Linked DNA regions of Macaca mulatta: region 1 is linked to region 2. The links are chromatin contacts, called in public Hi-C maps. All regions are on one chromosome and are shown on one strand. The core of a region is the stretch at or near the end of the contact, and the rest is flanking DNA. Distances in the headings are between cores, read along the strand shown.

The links. Hi-C and Micro-C count contacts between places; a contact is called where the count stands out from the background.
Region 1: a Hi-C map of fetal cortex germinal zone shows a contact between it and region 2, with 2.6 times the contacts expected there. The contact joins the promoter of EDEM2 here to the promoter of GGT7 in region 2. A contact is called at or near these places in 2 of 14 Hi-C or Micro-C datasets (fetal cortex germinal zone and liver).

Annotation. Positions count from the first base shown.
Region 1 is chr10:87,940,698-87,943,397 of T2T-MMU8v2.0, reverse strand. EDEM2 (ER degradation enhancing alpha-mannosidase like protein 2) reads left to right here and starts at 1,364. Exons shown (of 11, transcript NM_001261036.1): 1 at 1,364-1,507; 2 at 1,737-1,847. The coding sequence starts at 1,401.
Region 2 is chr10:87,666,586-87,669,319 of T2T-MMU8v2.0, reverse strand. It overlaps GGT7 (gamma-glutamyltransferase 7), which reads left to right and starts at 1,363. Exons shown (of 15, transcript NM_001267003.1): 1 at 1,363-1,565. The coding sequence starts at 1,397.

The sequences.
Region 1 (2,700 bases), core at 115-2,614, 270 kb before region 2:
GATCCTGGCACACTGCAACCTCTGCCTTCCAGTTTCAAGCGATTCTCCTGCCTCAGCCTCCCCAGTAGCTGGGATTACAGGCACCCACCACCACGCCTGGCTAATTTTCGTATTTTTAGTAAAGACGGGGTTTCACCATGTTGGCCAGGCTGGTTTCGATCTCTTAACCTTAGGTGATCCACCCGCCTCAACCTCCCAAAGTGCTGGGATTACAGGCTTTGGGCCACCGCGCCTGACCAAGGTATTCATTCTTACCTAAGACATTCTACAGGGCTGATAGGGGTAAGCTTCCGGTTTGAGATGGAGACTGAAGGGACCGTGATTGTGTAACCACATCCCAAAGTGGAAGGAAAGAAATGTCATGAATTTCTAGAACTGAAGGGATTTCAGGAAACCTCAAGAGTGACAGCATCAGAAAATGCAAGAGATAAAAAAAAAAAAAAAAAAAGTGGAAGTTTTGGACAAATAAATGTGAGTTGTATCTTATACAATCAACAAGTAACTGGTTTGGGAAGCTTAATATCCCTAAATAGCGGAGCAGACCACCCCTCATATTATCTTATGCCCAATTTCTGCCTCAAATAAAAAGTAGGAGTTAAAGACAGAAGTTAAATCAGTAGTCAGACAGCCCAGCGCTGCATTCCAGGCCTGGTAATTAAAGATCCAGCCCTGAACTAACCGGTTATATTATCTATAGATTCCAGACATTGTATGGAAAAGCATTGTAAAAATCCCTGTCCTGTTCTGTTCCCTTCTGATTACCGGTGCATGCAGCCCCTAGGCACATACCCACTGCTTCCTCAATCAATCACGACCCTCTCAGGCGGACCCTCTTAGAGTTGTAAGCTCTTAAAAGAGACAGGAATTGCTCACTCGGGGAGCTCGGTTTTTGAGACTTGAGTCAGCCCACGCTCCCAGCCGATTAAAGCTCCTTCCTTCTTTAACCCGGCGTCTGAGTTTTGTCTGCGGCTCCTTCTGCTACATAATAATGGTAGAGGCTGAACATTTCTCATGTTTACCCAGCCTTCATGCTTAATAAGGTTGTTGAAACAAATATGATAGAATGCATTTTAAATGCTCCGTACAGTACTAGTACACAATAAGTGCTCAATGCACGCTAGCTGTTATTATTAAAACACTAATTAATAACAGTAGTAACAACAGCCACTGTCTTTAAGACACGTTGATCAGTGTTTCCGAAACCGTATATCCCAAGTTGCTCTTCGGCCACGTTTCGCTGCCCATTGCATTCCGGGGCTTGTAGTCCGGAAGTGAGAGGCTGATTTCTCAGCGCGCAGGCGCAGTGGCGCGGGTCCCCGGAAGAACCCGCAGCAGCTCCCAGGATGAGCTGGTTGCAGTGGCTGCTGCTGCGGCGGCGGCGCTGAGAGGACGCGAGCTCTATGCCTTTCCGGCTGCTCATCTCGCTCGGCCTCCTGTGCGCGCTGCTGCCTCTGCACCATGGTGCGCCAGGTCCCGACGGCTCCGCGCCAGATCCCGCCCACTACAGGTGAAGGAGGCCAGGTTCCCGCCCTTTCGCAATTGGGGAATGGGATGCGCGAACCGGGTCCCTTCCCTTTCTGTCCATCCCAGGTCTCCTACCCCGACTTGCTCGGACCCCGCCGCTAGGTCCCAGGCAGAAATCAGCTAGTGATTCCCACTTTCCGCCCTGTATCTTGTTCTTCCCCTGCTTGTTTTTGTGTTCTGGCCCCATGCCTGATTTCTCGTCCCACGCCCAGGGAGCGAGTCAAGGCCATGTTCTACCACGCCTACGACAGCTACCTGGAGAATGCCTTTCCCTTCGATGAGCTACGACCTCTCACCTGTGACGGGCACGACACCTGGGGCAGGTAGTGCGAGCGGAGGGGCAAGGGGCGGCCAGGGTCTGACTCTCCGGGCCTAGGCGGGCGGGTCAACTGGGGCTGCTGGCTTCATGGTCTCCTCACCGGCACCGGAAAGCCCCCAGATGAGCTACAACCGCGCTCCCTCCAATTCTTGCTATCACCTCCAGGATCCATTTAGCCTCTCTCAGTGAAAAAAAAGTCCTAGATTAGCCGGGTGGGCTGGATCACTGGGCTCAGCGCCAGCAGTAACAGGCACCAGCTGTGGGGACATAGGCAATTTCTGGAGTAACAAGAAACCGTGGAAGGGCTCCAAGAATTAGAAAACCCAACCCTTTCATTGTGCAGGTGGGCATTCAGGTCGAGGAAGGAGTGTGACACTCCTAAAACTTAACTGTTTGTAGTTGGTGTTCCCTGTGCCTGAAATACACTCTCCCGGTTTTCCTCCCATAACTGGCTGCTGCTTGTCATTCAGATCTCAGCTCAGTAGTCACCTCCTCAGCATCCGCTTCCCTAACGACCCACGACTCCCTTTTAAGTCACTCTCACAAGTTACCTGTTTTATTTTCTTTGTAGCACTTCTCTTTGATACTCTCATTTTCACTTATCTACTGGTTTGTCTTTCTCCTTCCCACTAGAATAAAAATCTATGAGAGCTGGAATTCACTGGCTTATTCCTTGCTGAGTGAAGAATCATTGCATTAGCTGAAGCTGGCATTGATTGAACACTGTGCTAAACATTTTACTGTGTCATCTCCTTTAATTATCTTAATACCCCATACGAGTTAGGTGTCATTATCCCTGTTTTACACACGAATGTGCTAAGGTCGAGAGAAATTAAACTCAAAACTTGTGATGGTTT
Region 2 (2,734 bases), core at 114-2,613:
GCTGTGCGTATAGTAGATTTTTCAAGCACTTCAGGCTATCCGAGACTGGTCTGGGGTTGGGAAGAGAAAGAATGTGTGTATAAAGGCTTCACCAGCCCCCTCTCTCTTCCTGTGGACTTCACAATGAAAGTTTGGACCAGAGACCTCGTAAGAGAAGGAACCTCCCTCATCCTTGGATATGGAGAAGTAGTACAAGCTGTAGTGTGGTTGGAATTTCTAAGTGGAGAGAGGATGGATGGGTTTGGAGGGAATGAGTTTACCAGATTAAGGCAATGATGATGATGATGATGATGATGATGATGATGATGATGATGCCATTTATTGAGTAGGTGCCAAGCCCTATACAAATTGCTTTTCATTCTGTTACTTAATCCTCATGACAACCCTCTAAATTGGGTACTATTATTCTTTCCATTTCACAGATGGGGAAACTGATAGGGAGATTAATTGTCTTGCCCAAGATTACACAGTGTTTGAGCGGTAGCAGAATAGAACCCAGACATTTAGACTATGGAGACCTATTCCCCACCTTGGCCCATTCCTGCCCTACCACCACTACCACCACTCCTTCTTTCTCAAAGTGTCCTTTCCAGAACCACATCAAAAACTCTTAAAATGATGGTAAATATTCAGGTTCCAAGGACCTCATCCCAGCCTACTGAATCATGACCTCTGGAGTGGAATCTGGGGATCCGCTTTCAAAGACCCTAACACACACTAAAGTTTGAGAATGAGGTTGAAAGAGGAGTCAGAAGTGTCGGGGTACGGGAAGGGATCTGAGGTCAGGGGAGGGAACTGTTCTCCAAAGAGGAGTCTGCAGTCAAAGAGGCCTGGGGACGAAGTATGGGCTGGGGTTTTCAAAAGGGCCTGCGGGTGAAGACAGAGTCTGAAGTCGAAAAAGAGGTCTAAGGTCGGAGGAGGAGTCTAAAATCGGAGGAGGGGGATCTCGGAGTTCAAGGAGGGGTCCGGGGTCCGAGGAGTTTGGGGTCAGAGACAGGATCGGGGTCTAGAGGGATTTGCGGTCAGTGAAAGGGTCTGGGGTCCGAAAAGGAAGCCCGGGATTTGAGGAGGATACTAGCTGGATTCAGACTGGAAGGAGGAACGGGTTTGGTCCCTGAGCTGCGTAAAGTGCAGAGCCACTGAAGTCTCACTTGCTCCGCGCTCTCCCCTCGACCCTGCGCTGCCTTCCTGGCTCTCCATCTACGCGCACCTGCGTGCCAGCTGCAGGCTGACAGCGCTGAGCAGGCGGGGGCGAGTCAGCCCGGGACACAGCCAAGGGCGGGGTGAGGCGCCCCCTCCCGGCTGTCCCGAAGCTCAGGCCCCGCCCTCCGCCCTCCCACTCCCTCACCGCAGCCACTTCCGGCAGGCGCTGCGCTGCTGGGGGGCGCGGGCGAGGATGGCGGCGGAGAACGAGGCCAGTCAGGAGAGCGCCCTGGGCGCCTACTCGCCAGTGGACTACATGAGCATCACCAGCTTCCCGCGGCTGCCCGAGGACGAGCCGGCGCCCGCGGCCCCGCTGAGGGGCCGCAAGGACGAGGACGCCTTTCTGGGAGACCCCGACACCGGTGAGGCCCGCTGGCCCCGTCCCTGCCCTGCCTTGGGAAGTCCCGGTCTTCCTTCTTCTGTGTAGAGCATCCACCTCCAGCTCCATCTCCTTAATTCATTCCCATCTTCTTGGACCTCTCCATTCTTCTCCCTTGTCTCTGTTAATTATTTGGTGGGGAAGGGGTGCATTTCTGCCTTGGAGGCGTAGGATGCGACAACGGGGAGTGTGCTAGGGACTGCAGTAGAAGGGATTGGGCTTACCTTCTGGGAAGAACCAACTAAGGATGAAGGAATGTTGGAGGGGAGATCCTAAGGAACCTCTGTGATCACCCAGAAGAGGCCTTTCTCTAGCCACAGAGGACAGGATACGAGAAACCAAGTCAGAGACTGCAGCAAGAGGGATCCAATCTATGCCTTAAGAGAAGTTCCCCACAGCCAGGGATTGTGGGAAGCAGAGGGTCTGAGAGAAGCGGAGAATCTCTTCATGTGTAGGGAGGGGTAAAGAGAATATGATTCCCCTCTGCTGGGTATTGGGAGACTGAGGCATGGACTGCATGACCTCTCAAAGTCCTTGGGGACTAGAACGCCTTCACTGTCCTGTGGATTACCCCACCTCTCCCCAAGCCATGGATCTGGCCGGGGTATTAGTAAGGTACTCTGCTCGCTAGGAAGCAGTCTCCAGAATTTTACTGTGTTCCCCTCAGCCCTCTGCTGGAATTGTGAGAAGTGGGAGTAGAGAGGGAGGAGACAGGGATTGGAAGAACCTGGGGGCAAAGAGCTCTCTGTGCATTCCTTCCGTGCTGCTCTTCCTCCTAGCCATGTGGCCCAGCTCCATCCTCTCCTCCATTCTTCATCCTTCATCCCCCATCCCTCTGTCCCTGCACGTCACTTCCTGGCATTAGAGCATCCTTCTACCTCACTCGCGCTTCCTCGCAGTGCCTGCACTTGTGCCTTGTCTCTTCCCAGCCTGGCAGATGCTGCTTTTCCGGCCTGGCCCTTCCCTAGCTGCTCCCAGTCTGAGAGCCCCAAATTCTCTTCTCCTCTACACTTTCTGGTCATCTGGCCCTCACCAGCAGCCCTTGCCAACCTGACTGGACTGCACTCTATATGGGGTGGGGGTGAGGAGATAATGAGGATGGGGTTGAGAGGTTTATGGGCATCAAATGTCAGGGCTGCAGATCAAAACTTA